3 separate regions of the Sus scrofa genome follow, and regions 1 and 3 are each linked to region 2. Evidence: chromatin contacts called from public HiChIP or PLAC-seq data. All regions are on one chromosome and are shown on one strand. The core of a region is the stretch at or near the end of the contact, and the rest is flanking DNA. Distances in the headings are between cores, read along the strand shown.

What was found. HiChIP or PLAC-seq counts read pairs in DNA pulled down with a chosen protein or histone mark.
Region 1: a contact with region 2 is called in an H3K27ac HiChIP or PLAC-seq map of alveolar macrophages. The contact joins the promoter of HYOU1 here to the promoter of DDX6 in region 2. A contact is called at or near these places in 2 of 2 datasets of contacts at active chromatin or transcription factors (alveolar macrophages and skeletal muscle).
Region 3: a contact with region 2 is called in an H3K27ac HiChIP or PLAC-seq map of alveolar macrophages. The contact joins the promoter of IFT46 here to the promoter of DDX6 in region 2. A contact is called at or near these places in 1 of 47 Hi-C or Micro-C datasets (brain) and 2 of 2 datasets of contacts at active chromatin or transcription factors (alveolar macrophages and skeletal muscle).

The regions. Positions count from the first base shown.
Region 1 is chr9:46,275,546-46,279,012 of Sscrofa11.1, forward strand. HYOU1 (hypoxia up-regulated protein 1) reads right to left here and starts at 1,511. Exons shown (of 25, transcript XM_021062954.1): 1 at 1,402-1,511; 2 at 345-442; 3 at 46-139. The coding sequence starts at 435.
Region 2 is chr9:46,060,869-46,064,648 of Sscrofa11.1, forward strand. DDX6 (probable ATP-dependent RNA helicase DDX6) reads right to left here and starts at 2,389. Exons shown (of 13, transcript XM_021062947.1): 1 at 2,276-2,389. It overlaps LOC106504894 (proline-rich receptor-like protein kinase PERK2), which reads left to right. Exons shown (of 2, transcript XM_013979478.1): 2 at 1,722-2,519. The coding sequence ends at 2,519.
Region 3 is chr9:45,860,284-45,863,740 of Sscrofa11.1, forward strand. IFT46 (intraflagellar transport protein 46 homolog) reads right to left here and starts at 1,635. Exons shown (of 12, transcript XM_003357317.4): 1 at 1,411-1,635; 2 at 660-756.

The DNA of each region.
Region 1 (3,467 bases), core at 261-2,760, 210 kb after region 2:
GTCCAGACTCCCTCTTTCCCCACCCAACACTGGGGCTGCCCTCACTTGTTCAAGACAATCTCCATAGGCACTCCAGGTTTGACAATGGCCACCTTCATGGACTCGCTGCCCAGGTCCACGGACATCACTGCCAGTGTGTCTGAAGGGGAAACAGATTTGTCAATTAGCCCCCTTTCCCCATCTTCCTGAGGGCCTGCTCATTAAAGCACCTTCCATGGAGAAGGTAGGACAGAGAAAGACAAAGGTGTGGGTCCAGCAGCTCAAGACTGCAGAGGCTTCCCACCACACATCACTCATCCTTCACTCATTTATGTCTCTTTGGATGCCTCTGTTGGGGTACACACCACTCAGCGCCAGCAGGTCTGCCAAGAGCACAGCCATCAAGGCCCAACAGGCTAGCCTCCTCGGCCTCTGCCTCCTGACCATGGCTGCCATTGCGTCCCTGGGGGAGGAGAAAAACAACACCTGTAACTAACTGGATGCCCTGAGTAAGGAGGCAGAACCTCATCCAGAACAGAGAAGCTTTAAAATTCCTACCTCCTCCATCCTCACCCAGGGCAGGGCAGTCTACATCCCTTCCCCTCCTTCCTAGTGAGAAACAAGCACTCTCATCGTCCTCAGAAGTACCCACACAAAGGCCCAGGTGAAATGACATGAGTCCTGAGCTAAAGCCACTACATCCCTAAACAGGGAAGGTAACAGAGCAGGAGGAAGAAAACCAGGGCCTTCCGCCCACGGCAACCAGCGCATTCTAGCACTGTCCCTGATGTCAGACACCTGGGGGGCGGCCAGAGATCCCGGCCCAGGGCTCAACTACCTTCCCACACCTGGGGGCCCTCCGCTGGCGGGGAAAGCCAGGTCGGGCCTGGACAGGAACTGAGAGATGGTGACGTTGGGGGAGGAGGAGATGGAAGAAGGGCCTGTCTCATCAGCATCCCTTCGGGTTGTCCGGCCTGTCCCCCTTCTTCATCCCATCCCGGGCCCAGCTGCCTACACAGACGCTGAGTCTGGAACGGTAAGAGTCCGGGACGGACGGGTACCGAGTCCCCCGAGTTCACCTGCCGAAGGCGGTGGCTCTCACTCCCGGAAACCGTCCCTAGCCCACCCCTAAGGTGTGTGGGCGGCCCGAGGACCGAGCTGCGGGGCCAAGCTCACCGGCGTCCGCGCGGCCCTCACTCCCGCTACCGACCCGCCCCCGGAGCTAGCACGTTACCTCCCCTAGAAGGGGTGGTCGGTCCCCATCGCCATCCCCACCCCCTCTACCTTCTGCCTCCGCTCCTATGGCCCCAGCTCTGGGACAGACGCACTGGCGGACGGACCCACGAGGCTGGCAGAGCACCCCTCAAGCCCGCGCCCTTCACAACTCCCCTCGGTTTGCAAACTGTTACATTAGCCACCCACCTCTCGGCGGCGTCTCGCGCACCAGCCGGCCCGGGACGCGGCGTGCGCTCATTGGAGCCTCCGCCGCCCGGCCCTGCGCAGCACGCCCTGTCCTTCCCCCTGCCGCCCCGGCGCGCGCTCCCATTGGGCCACGTCCTAGGCCCGCCCCCTCCTCCGTCTCCAGCCCCTGCCGGGGAGGCAGCGAAGGGGCCAGTCAACCAGTTGGAAGAAAACCGCCGACGCCGGCTTCCGATTGGCCCACGTCATACGGCTCAGCGTCGGTCCTGGTGCGATCGCGGGACCTTTCCGGCTGCCTCGCTGGACGTCTGACTGCCCGGGTCGCGGGTAACCGGTACCTGGAGCAAGTGGGCGCAAAGATGGGCCCGCACTTGGCCCTCTCTTCCGGTCGGTTACCTGGGAACCCCGGCGGAGGAGCGGGAGTGACCCGCATCCCCTCCGCAGCCAAGCGGAAGAGGCGCTCTCTAGCTGGTCGGTATTGAACTGCCCTAGGCTTTGGCTGGAAATCAGAGAACCGCTGCGCTTCGGGCGTAGACCACCCCGACCTCCCTTCGTTTATTTTTTTAAAATGTGGTTTTTATTTTTCCATCATAGTTGATTTTCTTTTCGTTTTTTTGAGGAAAGTAAAACCACCAAAACAGATGCTCGCTGATGGGTCGGAGATAATGCTTGTCTTAGTGGCCGAATTTGGCCTAAACTCTTTTCTAATTTGTATGAGAAAGAATATTCCAAACTGCAAAACGCTATACACAAAATAATTTTACTTGTAATTGGTTAAGCACAGATACACCACCTCCTGTTTTTCTTCAATTAAACTTGTGCACATCCCTTTTTTTCTCCTTCGAATCAAAGCACCTCGGCAATTATCAACGCTCCTCACTCCTCTCTGTCCTTTACCGACCCATAGAAATGTATTTGGTCCTTGAAGAGCGCACTTTATTTTCTTTTCCCAGTTTTATTGAGATGAGCATACTTTTCTTTAATGTGAATATCGTTTGCTTCTCTCCTCTCACAAAATTGATGTCTGGCCTCCTTTCATAAAAGGTTCTCATGAAGGCCCTGGCAGTGACAGCTAGGGTTAGGTTAAGAAACCCTTATCTGTTCCTTTCCCTACATTTTTCTTGTTGATTAGGGAGAGAGAATTAAATTTCTGTGTCTCTTCTTCTTCTTATTTGGCCACTCTGGCAGCGTGTGAAGTTCCCTGGCCAGGGATTGAACTCAAGCCCCAGCACTAACCTGAGCTGCTACAGTAACAATGTTGGATCCTTAACACTGCTCTGCAAGGAAACTCCAGAGGATTCTACGCTTAGAAGATAAATCTTTCAGTACCAGGGAGAGGTCTATTTTTCTTCCCTTTAAGAATAGTTCAGGGGAGTTCCCATAGTGGACCAGTGGAAGTAAATCTGACTAGGAACCATGAGGTTGTGGGTTCGATCCCTGGCCTTGCTCAGTGGGTTAAGGATCTGGTGTTGCCGTGAGCTGTGGTGTGGGTGGCAGATGAGGCCTGGATCTGGAGTTGATGTGGCTGTGGCGTTGGCCGGCAGCTGTAGCTCTGAATAGACCCCTAGCCTGGGATCCTCCGTATGCTGAGGGAACAGCCTTAAAAAAGAAAAAAAAGAAAAAAAAAAAAGAATAGTTTAGTCCTCAGGTAGAAGAGAAATTGGTAGAAATAAAGAGAAATTCACTTAAAAGTTTAACTTTTTTTGGGGGGGCGCACCTGCGACACATGGAAATTCCCATGCTAGGGGTTGAATCAGAGCCACAGTTGCCAGCCAAAGCCACAGCTATGCCTGATCCAAGCTGCATCTGTGACCTACACTGCAGCTCATGGCAACACTGGATCCTTAACCCACTGAGCAAGGCCAGCGAGGCCAAGATTATCAATATAATCTTGATAGAAGTTCCAATATTCTAGATAAAGCAAAATCCCTTTGATACCATTTGCTACATCACTCTCTTCTCTGGAAGTATCTGCTGTTAGCAGGTAACAGTGGTGTATTAACATTCCAGGCCTTTTCCTCTGTATTTGGTGTATTTGTATATTCCTCTCTTGAAACATGTAGCTCTTG
Region 2 (3,780 bases), core at 1,139-3,638:
ACGGTAAGAATACTTGAAGAGTTGAGCTTTTGACTTAATTTTATGCTTTCAGAAAAACCTATTTATGCCCTTATAAATTGCAACCACAGAAATTAAACTTTATAAAGAAAAATGCATTTCTTTTTCCTTTCTAAGTTTTTGACCCTTAAAACAATAACTGAAGCAGTCAAGGGATATAAAATGTATACACTTTTGCTTGAAAAACAGCCAAGAAAATCTTTAGCTACATTAATTAAATCTGAATACTACAAAACTGGTATAATTTTTAGTATAACACTTTTCAAAAGGCATATCCCAACTTGAAATAGCACTGCTTTTAAATTACAAAAACACAAAAAGGAATTTACTTCTATTAAAAAAAAAATCTGTGAGAGGCTAAAAACACTAGTAACTTTGATCAAACTCTCCAGGAAACCCAGAGTACCAATTAATAGTTAAATTTTAAAAAACTATTCCCCAATCAAATTATTTGTAAATAAAAACTTAATTTAAAAGCCAGGCAGAAAAAGCCAGAAAATAAAGGCCTGTTTGGTTTGTCAACTGCTTTAAATGTTTTACCAAAAATACACTAGCTTACTAGTTAATGTTTTCTTGCCATATACCGAGATTTCTCAAACTATAAAATCTTTTAAAATACTCTTTGAGGTTTTTTTTTTAAATAAAAATCAAGCTGCTCAAAAGCAAATCTTGATCATCACATACACAAAGCTGTCTATTTCCACGTCTCCCAAGAAGCTGAAAGTCCTCTTAAGCAGAGGGTGGTTAACAGCCACCTAATTTCAGTTCAAGGTAGTAAGTGGTTTCCAGTATTGACAGGTTTATATTATGATCAGCAATACCAGCTACTTCACACCAGAAGACTGGTTTGCAAAGCACTAAGAGGATGAAGAAGGCAACCTCTAAAGATTAAATGATATCATCACTGTCCATTATACACACAAGACCTTCTATCTTCCTATATCCAAAATGTGACTATGTGATAACTGCTCCCCTCTTAATTAAGCTAAAGCCTGCACTGCAGCTTTATGTCTCAGGAAAGGAAATATTCCTCCTACCCTTTCTCAATTTAGATTTGCAAGTTATATTTCTACATTTTCAAAAATACGAACGACACACAGACTAGTTGGGAGGAGCCCCTAGCGGAGTTAATTACAGCACTTTCCAGATCGTAGTTAGCAACTGACAGTTTCACACGCCAAACTGTACCGTCATCTCCAAAAAGACCTTTTGTTTGCAAATGCAGCGCAGTTTCTCTAAGCTTGGTGTGCAAGTTAGAGTGACTGTTCTATTTTGAAGGGATGAGGGGACTGTCGAAGAGAAAGGGGACTGGGCGATAAGGGAAAGAAACAAGCCAATGATTCGAGCTCCCTAATTGTAGGGAAATCATTTCTTGCTTCTATCTTCTCACCCCCACCCAAAAAAACCCACACACTTCAAGTCAGCTCTCTGGACCCATAAACACAAAAGGGCTGGAGCCCTGCAATCGTATCTGCGCAACAAGAGCAGGGAACCAGCTCCGCGGGTAGGGAACAATAGGGACTCCCCCAAAAAGGCCCCAAAGAGAAACCCTTAAGTCAGAAGGCCTGTTCTTTTCTCCAAGAATCCGGGGCTCCAAGATCACCGCCTTGTTATTGACCTACACGGCCTTACTCAGATCAAACAGCCGGTCCTCTTCCAAACCAAGCTCTCCCGACACCGCATATCCCTGCCGCCCCCTATAGGGCCGCCTTTTACCCAGTAACCTCCACCATCTCCCTAAGTCCTTGCTGCCTCCTACGGTCCCACCTTCCCTCATCTTCTACAAAACTCCTCTGCGAACTTCGCCCGCTCCTTCTCCAGACCCTGTCGCGCACCACATTGCTCCATCCTACTCCTCCCGGGCGCCCCCACCCCACACAGCTGCCGCCCGCCACCCGCCTTCCTCCCCAGGGCCCGGCCAGGCCTCAGGCCTCCACCTCAGACCCCCTTTCAGAGCTGCCGGGGGGCTACCCGCAGCCTCGGCGTCAACGCCGACCTCCACCCCCCCGCCTCACCCCACTTCCCGCGGCTCGAGCCCGAGTCCTACCACCGAGGCCACTCCCGCTCGGCACCCCCGGTCCTTTATTGTTGACTCGAAGCTCCCAAAATGGCGGCCGCTCCTTCCTCCTCGGAAACCTCCGCCCGCCCCCACCCGGCCCCTCGCTTCGGCCTCCTCCCGCCCCGCCCCCGCTCAGCTGCCAGGGCTGCACTGCCGACCAGCCAGCGCCTGCCCGCTCCCGGGGCCGTCCAGCCCTACCTCCGCCGCTGCCCGCGCTCAAGGCGCCGTCGAAGCCGCCGCCCGGACTGAGCTAACTCGGCTCCCCCGCTCCCTGCCCCCCTCCTCCCTGCGTTCTCCGCATGGCGGCCGCTGCGGCTCCTCCTCCGCGCAAGATGGCGAGACTCCGGCCGCCGCCGCAGCTGTGTCGGCCGCGGCGTCTCAGTCTGTCCTGCTTCGCGACAGGACAAATCCTGGCCAGGGAACCTACCCGAGGAGAAAATGAAGGCCTGTGCTTTCCTACGGATCCGGGACTCACGGGGCCCCGGTGGAGGGGAAGTCGGAAGGGAAATACGGCTCCCTTTCTGAAGGGAAAGGAGGGCTGCTCTTTCTACAGCTGAGGAGAAATGATAGGGGAATGGTCGCTGGGAAGGGTCCCCCTAGAGTGGAAATCGGGAGCGTGGGACCTGAGGAGGATCTGCTTTTTCCTGACCAAAGACCGGGTAGCGGCTCGGGGACGGGAGAGCTGACCTGACATCTCCCGCGGGCGAAGGAGGCTGCTGCAGGACCGAGGGGTCGCGTCCGAGCCCCTCCGGCCTCCATCCAGGAACACGCGGAACCAGTAGTCTGGAGGCGCCAGCGCGCGCCGGGGTTTGGGCACCGGAAGGGGGGCCAGCCGGGACCGGTGCAGCGGGGAGAACCCCGGGGAGCGCGCGGGGCTGGGGACAGGGGGCGCTGTGTCAGGGCAAGCGGGGGGTGGGGGAGACTGTAGAGGCGGATCTGGCGCGGGGGTGTTGGGATGCTGAGTAGCCAAGGTGCGACCACGGCCGGAACCCGGAGAGCGAGCCTCAGGAAAGAGAATGGGACACTGGGGCAGCGATCCTCCTCGCTCTGCTCCAAAGAGCAATTCTCAGAGAGGGAACCAGGGAGGCCTAGCCTCTCCCAAAGGAAAGAAACACTGAGTCAGTTATTATAGGAATAAGAGCTCTGCACATAAATGGGGAACCAGAAGACCGAAGGCGACTCCCTTTCCAGATTGACCCTCATCAGAAAGATAATTATGTATTTATACCCATAAATATTTTTCACATCTGAATGTCTCCGTTTATCCTTAACAAAAATAACAGGAATGGACTCTTGTTCCAGGTAAAACAAGAACTGGAAGCTAGAACGTTTAAGTTAGGTCCAGGGAAAATATAAACCTGGGTCTCACCCAGCTGAGAGACAATATACAGGGCAATGACCAAACCATGTGTTGACGACCCTCAACTTCTGCTTCCAGTAGCACGAGAGGCGAAACCACAGCCTCTGCAGTGACGGAAGGGGCAAAAAACTTCGTCGTTGACTGCCAGCTTCCCGAATTTTTGCCCCTGCTCCCAACTCGGGACCAATCAGAGAAAGCCAAATATATTCCCTCAAACCAATCACTTAAGATGCCCAGTTTCTAGTTAGCCCGCCTCCAGCTACCCCGTGTTAACAACCTCCAATCAGAGCATACCCTGAAGCTTTACCGCCGCCCCCTGCCCTTTTTTTTTAATTTAATTTTT
Region 3 (3,457 bases), core at 385-2,884, 200 kb before region 2:
GTGAAGTCCTCTAAAAATATTCCGTTGAGATTTTAATTGGCATTGCAGGTTAAGCGCAGGTTACTGAAGCATCTTCAAAACTGAGCAAAAGACTTTTTTTTTTTTTTTTTTTGTCTTTTTGCTATTTCTTTAGGCCGCTCCCGCAGCATATGGAGGTTCCCAGGCTAGGGGTCGAATCGGAGCTGTGGCCACCGGCCTACACCAGAGCCATAGCAACGCTGGATCCAAGCTGCGTCTGCAACCTACACCACAGCTCACGGCAATGCCGGATCGTTAACCCACTGAGCAAGGGCAGGGACCGAACCCGCAACCTCATGGTTCCTAGTCGGATTCGTTAACCACTGCGCCACGACGGGAACTCCAAGACTTTTGATAAATTAAATAAACAAACATGAACCCCTGGCAGATTATGGGTAAAGAGTATCACGAAATAAATGATGATGGGAAACTGGTCAGATTGAAGGAAGATCCTGCAATGTGGGTGGCGGTGTTTTCTCCCTCCTTAAGTAGTTAGAAAACAGAAGCGACAACAAATAACTTGACTCTGAAAGTCAACATTTGCTATTATAAACTAAAAAATTATTGGAAACAATCATGAGTCCATCCTGCTCTTTGCTCTGAGAACCGTCTGTCTTCTTTTCTCTTCATTTATTTCTTACCTTTGTGTCTTGAGGGAGGAGTATAAATACTTGCAACCTCTTCCGAGTCGTTAATCTCTAGACGCTCATCATATGTCTGGTTTTCTATAATCTTGGTCTAAGTAAAAGGAAACATGATTACACAGCTCCTATCACGGGACAGTAAGCACTCTGTGGGGAGCTGGACTCCAAACCAGCAATGGTTCCGAGACACCAGTTTTACATGAAACCCTCACCCCAGTTCAAGCAGTTAAGTCATTCTGCTGCAGCCCTTATTTAGGAACTGCTGGCAGGCTGACCGGAGAACGAAGAAATCCTGGAGCGAAACAACAGCCAACTTCTGCATCACCTTCCCCAAAGCTCTTTTGTAGAGAACGGCTCAAGTGAGCCTCAGGTTCGGTCAGTTTCCCAAGGCTGCTGGGATTTCTTAGCTGTAGAGGTTCTAGAAACAATTCTGTTTCTAGAGTCACCAGGGCGGGGGCTGTTCCTCTAAGAGAGGTTAAACTCTAGTCTCTTGGTCCAAAAGCATCACCCTCATCTATACCATGACCACCCCACCCCCCTTGGTCTCGTCTTGTAGTTCGGATGCCCCTTACGTTTCGTGGGGAGTAAGGCAAGCAGAATGGTCGGTGATGGCGTGAAGGGAAGGGAGAAAGTATAGTGGGTAAGAAAACGGAAAGAAGTGGAGAGGGGTTGCGAGGACAGAAAAGGAGTCCTTTCTATTCCTCTTGGGAGAGAGGAAGCGTTCTCTGTTAGGGTGAGTACGAATTACCTGTAGCCCCTCCGAATCCGTCTCTTCTATCTGGAAGGAACCCCAGCCTAGGGCTGGGGTCTCACCCTAATCTCAGGCCAGGCCACTTTTACTTGGAAAGAAGGGGAGCAACTGGCGTGTTGTCAGTAGCTAAGCAAACAAACAATAAATAAATAAATAAAAAGAGCGAAGAAAGAAACAGAAAAATCGCGAGACTTCCTTTAACTCTCGTGAGAGCTCAACTCGCGCATTATGTTTCTCCCCAGCTAAGGAGCCAAGCAGAAAAAGAGGAGCTCACATCGTGATTGTTTAGATTTCAACAGATGTGTCTGTGGTGGCATCTAGCGGCTGCAGGCAGCAAATCAGATGAATTCCGGTTGGTAGAGAGTTAAGCTCTAGATCCCGAAACACGGTCTGCATTTTTTACCCAGGGAAAGGATCAGTAGGTATGAGTTCCTATTAAGTCAGACCACTCAGCCTTTAGGCAAACTCAGGGGTTGCCTCAATTCCTGACATTCTGTACTACTTTTATAGCATTTTTATTACATTATAGTCTTTCCCCTCCACTGTGTCCATAGCATGGGACATATTTATAGTATTAACAAATTATTATTTACCTGTGATTCAAATTTAACACATTCTCCCGCTTTTTTAATTTTTTAATTTTAATTTTTTTTAGGGCTGCACCTGCGACCTATGGAAAATCCCAAGCTGGGGGTCAAATCAGAGCTGTAGCTGCCGGCCATTCTTTCTCTGTATGGATTTATCTGTTCTGGATATTTTACATAAATGGAGTCATAGAAGATACGGTCTTTTGTGAGTGGCATCTTTCACTTAACATAGTATTTTCAAGGTTCATCCATGTTGTATCATGTATCAGAATTTAATTCCTTTTTGTGACTAATATTCCATTGTTTAGATATACTACCTTTTTTTTTTTTTTTTTTTTTTGTCTTTTTAGAGCTTCCTCCACGGCATATGGAGGTTCCCAGGCTAGGGGTCTAATCGGAGCTGTAGCTGCCGGCCTATGCCAGAGCCACAGCAATGCCAGATCCCAGCCGCGTCTACAACCCACACCATAGCTCATGGCAACCCCGGATCCTTAACCCACTGAGTGAGGCCAGGGATTGAACCCGAAACCTCATTGTTCCTAGTCGGATTCGTTTCCGCTTTGCCGGTGGGAACTCTAAATATACCACATTTTGTTATTCATTCGAGTACTGAGGGACACTTGGATCGTTTCCACTTTTTGGCTATTATGAACAATGTTTCTATGAACATTAGTGTTCAAGGTTGTGTATGGGTGTGTGGTTTTAACTCTCTTGGGCGCATACATAGGAGTGAATTGCTGGGTCACATGGTAACCCCATGCTTAGCTTTTTGAGGAGCTGCCAAGCTTTCCCCAAACAATTAAACTACTTCAGGTTCCCGCCAGCAGTGTATGAGAGTTCTAATTTCTCCACATTCTCACCAACTCTTATTATTATAGCCATCCTAGCAAGCTTTGATTTGCAATTCCCTAAGGACTAAAGATATTGAGCATATTTTTATGTGCTTATTGGCCATCTATCGTTTTGTTTTTGTCTTTTTATGGTTGCACCCGTGGCATATGTAAGTTCCCAGGCTAGGGGTCAAATCAGAGCTGCAGTTGCTGCCACAGCCACCAGCAATGCCAGATCCAAGCTGTGTCTGTCACCTACACTGCAGCTCAGGCAATGTTGGATTCTTAACCCACTGCATCAGGCCAGGGATGGAACCAAATCCTCATGGATCCTAGTCCCGTTCCGTTTCCACTGAGCCACAAGGGGAACTCCTTCCATTGTTGAGTTTTAAGGATTCTTTATATATTCTGGCTACTAGTCCCTTATGAACACCAGTTATTTTGTATGTTAAATGCTACCAGTGGCTCTGAGAGCTTTATAAACTGCAAGAGATTTCGCAATTTAAACGAAGGCGCTGAGGACGGTGAAGGAACTGAAGCCAGCGGTTCCACGCAGGAGGTGGAGGCTCCAGGACTCCATGGCACAGCCTGCGTAGCAGCCCTGCGCCCGGTCTCCCCACTCACGGC